Linked DNA regions of Gossypium hirsutum: region 1 is linked to region 2. A link is a contact called in public Hi-C data. All regions are on one chromosome and are shown on one strand. Each heading gives the region's core, a stretch centred on a gene start, on an enhancer-like site or on the middle of the called end of the contact. The rest is flanking DNA. Distances are from core to core; before and after follow the strand shown.

Region 1 (5,372 bases), core at 783-3,282, 140 kb after region 2:
AAGACAGTGACCCAAATGTTGGGTCTTGGGCGCTGATAATAGTACTCAGATTACTCTGGTGCTGTGATACCCCACTCAGCCGTCTAAGATACAAACGATATTTCTGATCACATAATAACATGACGATTATCAGCAAAGGACCAACAAGAATTCTGAGAATTATTTATCAGATGCAAATGCAAGCAAGTGAAAAGATTGTGTATTTAGTTACCATATACAGACCTGAAGGTGACTCGCGACATTTTCTCTGGTAAGGCCAGGAACATTCATCAACTCCAATATTTTTTTCGGAACAGCTTCTATATAAGAAAAGCAAACATAAAAATTCATAAAAATCAACTGACAAGCAGTTGCATTTGAAGTTTATTTCGAACATATTCCCCAACAGTAAGAAAAGAAATTTAAATCAACAGAATTCGATCCAAAAGCATGAGCTTAAACAAACAACAAATCACATAACAACAAAAAGAAACCAATAATTGAAGATCTACTTAGACAAATGCATGCTGACCATGCTAGCATGTTTCTACTTGGATCTTTCAGTTGTTTGCTAAAAACCTCGAACAAGAACAGTGAAAACAACAAGAACATGGCGCATGTTTTCAGAAAATAAAGACATTTTTACTAAAAGTCATATGCTAGTGTAATAAAAAAAGATGTACTTTTCCAGCAAGCAAAATGAAAGAAATGGGTAAAAGATTCGTACTATCAATGCCTAGTTGATTAACCGCTGCAACAAATTGTTGATGGAGCTCGACAGACCACACAACCCTCGGCTTTTTCAGCGTAGAAGTATCATCCCTCTCATCGGTTTCCTCTTCCTCATCTTTCCTCTTTTTTGAGCCTTTCCAGTTCCCTTCATTAGCCGAGGACGAGTAATCAGCATCGTCAGATTGTTTAGGCTGCCGGTCCCCTTCTTCTACACTTCCTGACTGCTCAAACTCCTTCCACTCATTCTTCCTCTTTCGAACCACATGCTGCCATATGTTCTTGAGTGCTTCAATACGAACTGGTTTGATTAAGTAATCGCAAGCACCGTGGGTAACGCCCTTCATAACAACCTTTTTCCCATCATCTGCTGACATCACTGCAGGGAATACAAAGTGGGATTAGGCCAAAAACATAATAAGGGTAATTAAATCCATGTGGAAACATTGCTTACTGATAACAGGGAGGTCCATTTCCAAACCAATATGCTCAAGAAGTTTGAATCCATCCATGTCCGGCATGTGCACATCACTAAGAACAATATCGTACCCATTTTTGTTCTCTCGGAGTTTGGACAATGCCGTCTCCGCTCGATTGCATTTGGTAACTGAGCAAAGCACAAATCCAAAAAACAAATCAAGCCTTTAAAGCTAATGACATACTCGTAATGGAAAATAAGACAATCTCAAACCCAAAGTTGTAAACCCTTACTCTTCACAAATCTAAGAAAACAGAGATCATTTTCCCTTTTGTTTTTCCCACTTTGGACCCACAAAACAAAATCAACATGAGCAAAGAAAGAAAACCTCAAAAATAAAACAAAGAATCAGAAGAAAGAAACATGAGTTTTGATAATACCTTTATAAAGGCAGGCTATTAGCATCTTCTCCAAGATCATTAAACAAGTTGGATCGTCATCAACAACAAGAACTCTTAAACCAGCAGGAAACTGATCACTAATTGTATCTCCTGCTTTCCAAGTGGAAGTTGAACTGCTAATTGACATGGATCCTTTTACACTACTTACATTCATGTCTTACAAAACTGACCCAGAACCAAGAAGATATATATATAGAGAGAGAGAGAGAGAGAGACAATCTTTTTTGCATAAAGATGCTGCCTTTCACATCTTAAACTTTAACTAAACATAAAAAAGATTGATACCCAGGTTGAAAAATTGAAAGAGGTTGAAGTTTAGGATGAAGGAGAGAGTGAGTTTTGGAGTATTAGAAGAGAAATTTTATATAAAGCATTTATGAGATTGAAGTTGAAGACATCTCTAATTGTCTCACCTAGAAGCTCAATTTCTCTGTTTTGTGGATTATTTTATGTTTTGTTTAATAAAGTGGGTCAGTGATATAGGCATGGATCCAGCTCACACATGAAATTAACTAACTCCACATATCCAAATCTACTCAAACAAATTTATTTTTTACACTTCACTCCTTTAATTTTTACTTTATATAAGATTAACTAAAACCAATATCCTCACCAACCAACTTATTTATCTTTCCATTTTCTTTTCTTCTTAATTTTTTTTTTTAAATATGCATGTTAAGGTATAATATATTTTATATTATATGATGATAAGTGTCCTTAAATTATATCTAAAAATATAGAAAAAAATTTATTTATTTCATAATTTTAACTATTATGTTCTTTTAGTTAATTAGAATAAACATTGTTGTTTGAAACAATTTTACATTAAAATTTTCAAATTATTTATTAAGTAATTAATCAATTTAATTTAAGTATTTATTATATGATTATAATTATAGGAAGGAATTAATCTCGATAACCAACATCTTAATTTCAACTAAAATATATATAATTTATACTTGAAATTTTATTTTAAAAAAATTAAATCAAATTAAAAGTAAAGCTGACATCGACTTCCAATATCAATTTGTTTTTATTTCTTTAGAAAATTATCATTCCAACAAACAGTATCAATTCTCTCTAAAAAGTCCAATGCATAAAAATAAATCTGCTGAAAATTTTTATATATTCTTTTTTTTTCACTACTTTTTATCTAAGGTAATTATCCTTTTTTTTTTCTTTAGAAAACTATCATTCCAACAAACAGTATCAATTCTCTCTAAATGTCCTATGGATAAAAATAAATCTCTTCAAAATTCTTTTTTATATATTAAGCATATTTTATTTAGACATAAGCGGTAAAAATTCTTTTAACTTCATATATAAATTAAGATTTTATCATTTATCTTATTTATTTAATTTTAAAATAATTTATAGATATTGGACAAAATTTTAATGTCATTTGTGTACTTAAAAATTTCAACGATTAATTTATCAAATAATAATCCTTTTATTTGCGTTTGATTTAAAGGATTTACATTTTATGAGATTTCTTAAATTATTTAAGAAGAACAAAAGTATTAGTGTCAAATTTAATATACTAATTTCAGAGATTTGATCTAATCACTAACGTCCAATAATATAGCTTTGTATTCGTATTTATTATGAGTAGACATTTTTCCTTTTAGCCAACAATAAATCTCCTAATTTATTTTACTTTTGAGTTTATTTCCGATCAGACTAAAAGTGATATTCAAGTAAAGCCTTTCAACAATATTCACTTTAGAATTTAAAATTAGGTCCAAATAATTACTCTATTATTATGCCAAAAGTCAAAAAAGCCTTGAAGTTTCAATTTTTTCCCCTTGCCGCCACCGCCGGCTGCTGGTTGTTCACCGACCACCGACACAAAACCCATTCTTTCAAAACCTACGGTTGATTTTCCACAAAAACACATACCAATGAATCTTTCCCTTAATAAAACAAACTTTGAGTTGCTTAAGCATGTTTCTTAAAATAGTAAATTTTATGTTGAATTTGTTGTTGTTATTATTAGTACCTTTTAACTTAGACATGAATACAAAAGAATAAAACTAGTCTTTAAAGTTGGGTTATTCATCTGATTCAACATAACATAAAAGTTGAGTGCCCTTTATTTATACTTTGGTATACATTAAATTATATTCCTTATATTTTAATTAACTTGCTAAATTATATAAATGATTAATGTTGAGTTACATACATAATTATCACTAAATAATTCAATTCGAAATTCTTTAAAAAATTCGTACGACATAAAAAATCTCGACACTAACGATCATTATCTAAATAAGAATTTTATATTTTATTATGAAACATAATAAAAAATAGCAAGACAAATAAATATAGAAAACAAAAAAAATAAAAATGAAAATACGTAACGAAATGATGTGGTGATGATTATTTAGTGAGAAAGAAAAAAAAGTCCACAAAGGTTAATTGTTAAATTTTATTTGACAATTTTAAAATATCATTGTAAGTAAACTTCAATTTAACAATTAAAAATAAATATTTGATAAATAAAATTAATTATTAATTTATAAAATATAGGAATAGAATCCACAAGTTGCTTTAAATTTTATTTGGAAAAACTAAAAAAAACCAACAACACTATATTGTTAAGGAATCCACAAATAATTGACGTACGGTTTAATATATATATATATATATATTCACTTATTTTTTTTATACTAATAACAATTTTGTTTTATTTGTTTCGTAATTTTAACAATCCTCTTTTTTTTTTAGTTTAATATAAGTTAATTCACAATTCGCCTATTAAAGTATACTTGTTTTTCCATTTTGATATCTAAATTTTTTTGTCTCGATTTGATACTTAAAGTACACTCAAATTCTCACTTTGGTGCCTAAAATATACCTTCATTATATTTTTTTGTCCATTTTTTGACCAACGTTAAAAAAATTCTTATAGCCAATCACGAAGTGTTACGTGGTGCCTTTATATAAAACAACAATTTTTTTATTAAATGTATATACACATTAAAAAATTTAAAATGAAAATAAATATATAAGAAATTTAGAAATATATATAAGCTAGAAAAACATATAAATTATTAAAAATATGATAATTAAAAAAATTAGTTGAAATTAATAATATTATTACAAAAATTGTAAATTATAAAAAAATGAAATTAAAAAAAGGTTTAATTCTTTTTATAAAATTCTAAAATCTATAATTCTAAAATTCTAAAAAAAATTAAAATTTCAAGTAATTGTTGCAATTACTTGAAATTTAAATACTTTTTTAATTTTTATAATTTTTTTCAACTTTTACATATTATTTTGATTTTTTTAAATTTATAATTATACATTTTAAAATTTTATTATAAATATTTTTAAAATTATATATTATATATGATTTTTTACATTTTTAATCAATATAATATATATAATACTAAAAAAAGGATATATGGCTTGTTGTAATAGCGCCACATGGCCGGTAAAAGTCAAAAGTGTTTTTTAATATTGCCACATGACATATTTCTATTGGCCAAACATATGCCACGTGGTGCTTTTTCATTGGCCAAAGTTGTCTAGTAGTTTTTTTAGCATTTGTTACAAAATAGATCAAAAATAGAGAAAATTGATACTTTAGATTTCAAATTGAGAAAAGAAAATTTAAGTACCAAAGTAAAAAAATAAATATACGGTAGCGATTAAATCATAAATTAAGCCATTGAATAAAAATAAAAATGGTGATTTGAAACAATTTGATACTAAAATTTTCAAAATATTTATTACCTAATTAGTTAATTTTATTTGAAAATTTTAAAATATCATTACAA
Region 2 (5,818 bases), core at 1,591-4,090:
ATCCATGGCATCCTCAAACTCCCTTGTAGTGCTTGCTCTGGCAGCTTTCCAAAGTAAATCTTTCAATTTCTTTGTTCGGAAACCAACCTTCTTAAAATTGGCATGCATGTGCGTAATACAGTGTCTTGTTTCTGCATTAGGAAACAACATACATATTGCTTCTACAAGTCTCTGCAATTAGAAAAAAATAGTTTAATTCTTTGACAAACCTTAATAGAAACAACATAAAAGAATAAATAAATGGAGTTTTACCTTTTGTTTGTCAGACATGAAAGATATTTGGTACGAGCTCACAATTTCCAAGTCTATTGCAAGCAACTCTAAAAACCAAAGCCATGATGCTTGGTTTTCACTTTCGACAGCAACATATGCAAGAGGATAAATGTCATTATTTGCATCTATCCCAACAGCTGCAAGCAAGTAGCCACCATAGTATCACTTTAAGAAACATCCATCTAAACCTACTATCCTCCTACAACCAGCCCTATAGCCATCTTTGCATGCCTGGAGACAGACATACATCCTTTGAAACAATCTGTTATCCAAATAACAGATTATTGTTGTTCCCTCATTTTAGGTCCTAACCTCCAACAAATACTCATAAATCTTCTCATATTGAGCCTTATGAGCTCCTTCAATTAATTCAAATGCCCTAAGTTTAGCCCTCCTACATTTGGTTAGTGAGACTAAGCAACAAAAATCTCTTTTCACACTTTATTGTAATGATTTCAGAGAATAATCAGGATCAGTAATGAATTTTTCTTTATAATGTTCACCTATCCAAGTTGAGGTTAGATTCCTATTTTTATAGACTTTAGAACAAGTATGGTTAGGTTACATTTTTCACTGCAGACTACCTTTAACCTTTTTAATAATTTTTGGGAAACTTAATAAAATAACTATTCTACCTACCATACTGCTTGGCAGCTTATTTTTGACTGTCTTTACACTTAAATAACATTCCAACTATAAGTCTAGGATTACTCATGTCATTCTCTAAGTTGAACTTAGGCCAATTTTGGCCATCTAAGTCAGATTCATGTGCACTATCTAACCTCCTAGAATAATCACTATCACACAGTTCATCTACTTCTATACCATCCATGTTTAAACCATCTAAATTAACTCTTTCAGATGCATCACTATCACTACCTGACATATCACTACCAGACACATCATTACTAGACATGTTTTCTTCATTCTCATTAAAATTGTCATCAATTAAACCTGCCAAATAAAGTACTCATCAATAAAGGCAGACAACATAGGCAAACACTTTATCCATTTCTATCAGACAATAACCAATCAAAATACCCAATAATTTAATACAAACACTTCTGTTATGCACATGGCAGACAACAACCAATACAAAAATTAATTTAATCAAACACAATCATTTTTCTCATGCACATGGCAGACAATAATAGGCAATAACCAATACAATAAAGAGGTAAATAACAATGGGAGTGATAGTGGCAGATATTCATAATAAAAAATAGGAGCTTGGATACAAACAATGGCATATTTACACAATAAACATCAGTTTGATAATGGCATTCAATAATGGTAGATACAAACAATAAACATCATGCACATGGCATACAATACACATTATATGTCATACACATTAAAAACCAAACCCTAATCTGTCATGCATATTAATAACAAATAAAATCAAAATCGAAATAACCCTAAATCGAAATCCAAATCCAAATCAAAATCAAAATCAAATTCTAATTCTAAATCGAGATCGAAATCGAAATTGTATCAAAATCTAAATTAGAATTAGTGAGTGTTTCAAAATTGTAATAAAAATCAAAATAGAAATCAAAATCAAAATCAAAACCGAAATTAAAATTGAAACCAAAATAACCTTAATTAACCCTAAATCGAAATAACAGCATTGAAATCCAAAAAAAGTTACAACTAAATACAACAACTTACCCGTTAAAGTGGATGTAACAACACTGATAGCTTCTTTTCTATTGCCCATTGTCGCTGACAATCAAAAACACCGAATGGTTTCTGGTTCGTCTTCTTTTCTCCCCAAACAAAATAGATAATCGTACCCTAAACCTTATACCTTGTTACTCGATTATTGAACCGATTTCTAACCCTAAACCCTTCTTAATCGATTCTCAATTCAGTTTAAACCCTAAAAAACCCCAAATCACGATCAAAATTTCCTAAATCGATTTTTCTTTCCCCCTCAAATCTCTTTAATCCTAATCTGTTTCTAACCCTAAAACATTAACTCATAACCCTTCAAAATTTTTCCTAAACCCACCCCAAACCAAGCACCAATCAGCCGTTGCCAACGTGGCAAGTTAACTTGCCACATCAGCTGGTTAACTTGCCACGTTAGCAATCCCGTTAACACCCTAACGGTAACAGTTAATCCGTGACTATTTTGTCACTTTTTTTATAACGTTGGTGACTGTTTTGTAACTTTTTGAAAGTTGAGTGATTGAAATGAAACCTAGGTGACTGTTTTGTCAGCTACCCCAAAGTTGGGACTGTTAGTGTAATTATAATGTTCGTTTGGAATAAAACAATTTCGTATTTTTGGTATAAATAATAAAATATTAATTTTATTTTTATAATAATATTTTTTTGTGAATAAAAAATTTAGTATTTTTCAGAGAAGAGTTTGTGTTGGAAGGTAATGCTGATCTCGCTTGACAAACTCCGTCTACTTGGGTGCCGCTTGACAAATCTTCTCCACCCCTCCAACTCGTATTTAGACAAGTAATATTGGCACCTATGACCCAATGATGGCATGATAATTATAGAAAAAGAAAAATGATGGTGTCAACTTGTAAGGCACTACCAATGATAACTATTGTAAAAATATTATTCTGGTAAATAATGTTACGTGCATACCATTTGAGATAATAAATTTTGTTTTTATTCGGATAAAAACCATAAAAAAAATTAATAATAAGTGATTGTATTATTTGCTTCTGTTTTTTCATTTTCTCGTTTTTCCTTTTTCTTTCCCACTTCCTCGATTCTTTTGTTCTCCTTTCTCTTCTTATCTTTCATTCTTCTTCTCTCTTTAGCAAACCCTAGCTTTCTCTCCCTTGCCGCCACCGCCTGGTTCTCCGGCGGTCTTCTCCAGCTCCATCTGATCCGTCGTTTCTTTCCTCCTTTCATCTCATTTTTTTCCCTTTCCTTTACTTAGCGAGATATTCTTAACTGCCGCCTTCTTTAACCGCCGCCGGTGCCGCCGTTTATGTTGATCGGAGGCCACGAAAAGACCGATTTTCTTCCCCCTTCGCTTCTACTGGTTCCGATATTCCAAAATCGAAACCAAACAAAAACTTTAGGACCCGAAAACCTCTGGAACTTCTCCTGACCTGATCTCCGCCGTTTACCGTTGATCCAGCACGATTCCGAGATATGGGGCTGCTCTCGTAGGTGGCTGACTTTCGACCGTCCGGATCGATGAACGGAGACCCCAAACGGCTCCGATGAATCCTTGGGTGAAACTAGTTTCTTACTTTTTCTTCTTCTGATTTCTCTGCTTATTTTCAGGTTCAAGCTGGGATTTCGTAAAAAAAGAAGTTTTCCTTTGTTTTTTTTTAAATTATGGTGGTTGATTTGCCGAGTTGGGGTTGGATGGTGGTTCACGAGTGGTGTGGTGGAGCGAGTGCAGGGTCCTGCGGACCAGATTATAAAATTTGCAAAACCAGGGGGGCCTTCTTGTAATTTTCCCATTCCCCCTTTTGGTATTTTTTTGTATTTTTGTAATTCAAAATTACAGAAAAATACTTATATATGCCAAACATTAATGAGCCAAAATTATCCAAATTATAAAAAGAGCCCAAATCCACTTTAAGTTCAAATTAAATTCGACAAAATTATGAACAAGCCCAAAATTAAATTTACAAGTCCAATCAATCGAATATTATTTAATTCAAATTTAAAGAGTTCATTTTTGCAAATTTATTAAGCAAGTTACTCAAAATGTAAATAAGCGAGTTCCTTTTTAAATTGTAATGATTTCCCTTTTCTGGGTGTAGGGTCATTTTCCAGAGGGTATCAAATGGCTAAGAAATCAAGCTTGCATTGAGAAATTTAGCTGTCGAGTGAGTTCTTTTTTCTCCAAATTTAAGCTATATTCTGTTTTTTTTATTGTTTTGATCTGGCTTTATTTTATCGAAATATAGTGGAATTTTCAAGTTCCCTTTGATTTGAAATGTTAGTCTACACATTGGGTTAATTGAAGAATTAGTTCTGTTAATGCTAATTTTAAGTGATCACTTATTAGTTATTAATGGATCTTCCGAGGAAATGATAAAAGAAATTAGCTGGCATGAAGAAGAGTATCGAAGGAGAAGATTAGCTAGTTTCTTTACTGCATACAATGTAGTTCTTTGATCTTATTTTTATGTTACGATTGCACTCACTCGCTCTTTTGCTTTCATAGTATTATTTCATATGGCTTCACTGTATTTGCAAATTTTGTTTAACTATTACTTGTTTTTGTTATATTGTGTATAATTGAGATTTTATTTTTCTTTTGTGTAAAGAATGTCATAAGGGACAAGTATGGTGATGGAATCTTCTGAAAATGGCACTGATTTATCTCAAGATGATAATGGAACTATTGTGGAAATGCCCGAAGACACGATATTGTCGCAACAAACTCTGTGAATCTTGTTCCATTTATCGGCCAGAGGTTTGTATCACAGGATGCTGCTTATGAATTTTATTGCAGTTTTGCCAAACAATGTGGTTTCTCGATCAGGCGCCATTGAACCCGAGGGAAAGATGGGATTGGTCGAGGTGTCACGAGAAGGGATTTTACTTGCCATCGAGGCGGATATCCGCAGATGAAGTTATCTGAAGATGGGAAGATGCAGAGGAATCGCAAATCATCGCGTTGCGGTTGTCGAGCATACATGCGCATTGTCAAGTGTGCAGATTTCAATGTTCCTGAATGGCGTGTTACTGCCTTTAGCAACATCCACAACCATGAACTCTTAAAAGCAAATGAAGTATGTCTTCTTCCTGCCTACTGTACCATTACTCCAGATGACAAAGCACGGATTTGCATGTTTGCAAAAGCTGGAATGTCAGTGAGACAAATGTTAAGATTGATGGAGCTAGAGAAAGGAGTTAAGTTAGGCTGTTTACCGTTTACAGAAATAGATGTGAGGAACCTGCTGCAGTCTTTTAGAAATGTCAATCGCGATAATGATCCTATTGATCTTATTGCAATGTGCAAAAAACTAAAAGATGAAAATCCCAACTTTCAATATGATTTCAAATTAGATGGCCATAACAGGCTGGAACATATTGCATGGACTTATGCTTCGTCTGTTCAGTTATACGTGTCATTTGGAGATGCTGTGATTTTCGATACGACGCACCGCCTGGATGCCTATGACATGCTATTAGGTGTATGGGCTGGAGTAGAAAATCATGGAATGACTACTTTTTTTGGATGTGTCCTTTTACGAGATGAAAACATACAATCTTTCTCATGGGGATTGAAGGTAGAAAACCTATAGCCATACATTTTACTCTTAGCGTACTACAGATATGCAATTTACCTTGGCGATGGGGCTCCTGCCTCAGACTTTGCACCCTTTTTTGGGATAATTAACTTCACACACTTCGATTTCTCCTAATTCATTCTAGAGTTTGGGTGCTGTTAAAGTATAGATTATGGGATGTAAATATGCACATGGAGTAATTTAATCTCGAAGTTAAAAACATTAAGGTGAATGGAGTTTTAAAGTGCAATTGATGCATATTTGATTCTTTAAGTTTCTAGTCCTTATGCTCCTCATTTTCCTTTTTGTGTTGT

What was found. A called contact is a pair of places that touch in the nucleus more often than the background predicts.
Region 1: a Hi-C map of leaf shows a contact between it and region 2, with 3 times the contacts expected there. The contact joins the promoter of LOC107896631 here to the promoter of LOC121208458 in region 2. A contact is called at or near these places in 11 of 34 Hi-C or Micro-C datasets (anther, hypocotyl, leaf and 2 more).

What each region holds. Positions count from the first base shown.
Region 1 is chrA10:99,172,217-99,177,588 of Gossypium_hirsutum_v2.1, forward strand. LOC107896631 (two-component response regulator ARR2) reads right to left here and starts at 2,033. Exons shown (of 6, transcript XM_016821833.2): 1 at 1,567-2,033; 2 at 1,163-1,315; 3 at 707-1,087; 4 at 223-296; 5 at 1-103. The coding sequence starts at 1,741.
Region 2 is chrA10:99,027,406-99,033,223 of Gossypium_hirsutum_v2.1, forward strand. It overlaps LOC121208458 (protein FAR1-RELATED SEQUENCE 11), which reads left to right and starts at 2,841. Exons shown (of 7, transcript XM_041079114.1): 1 at 2,841-3,731; 2 at 4,026-4,091; 3 at 4,536-5,504. The coding sequence starts at 4,839.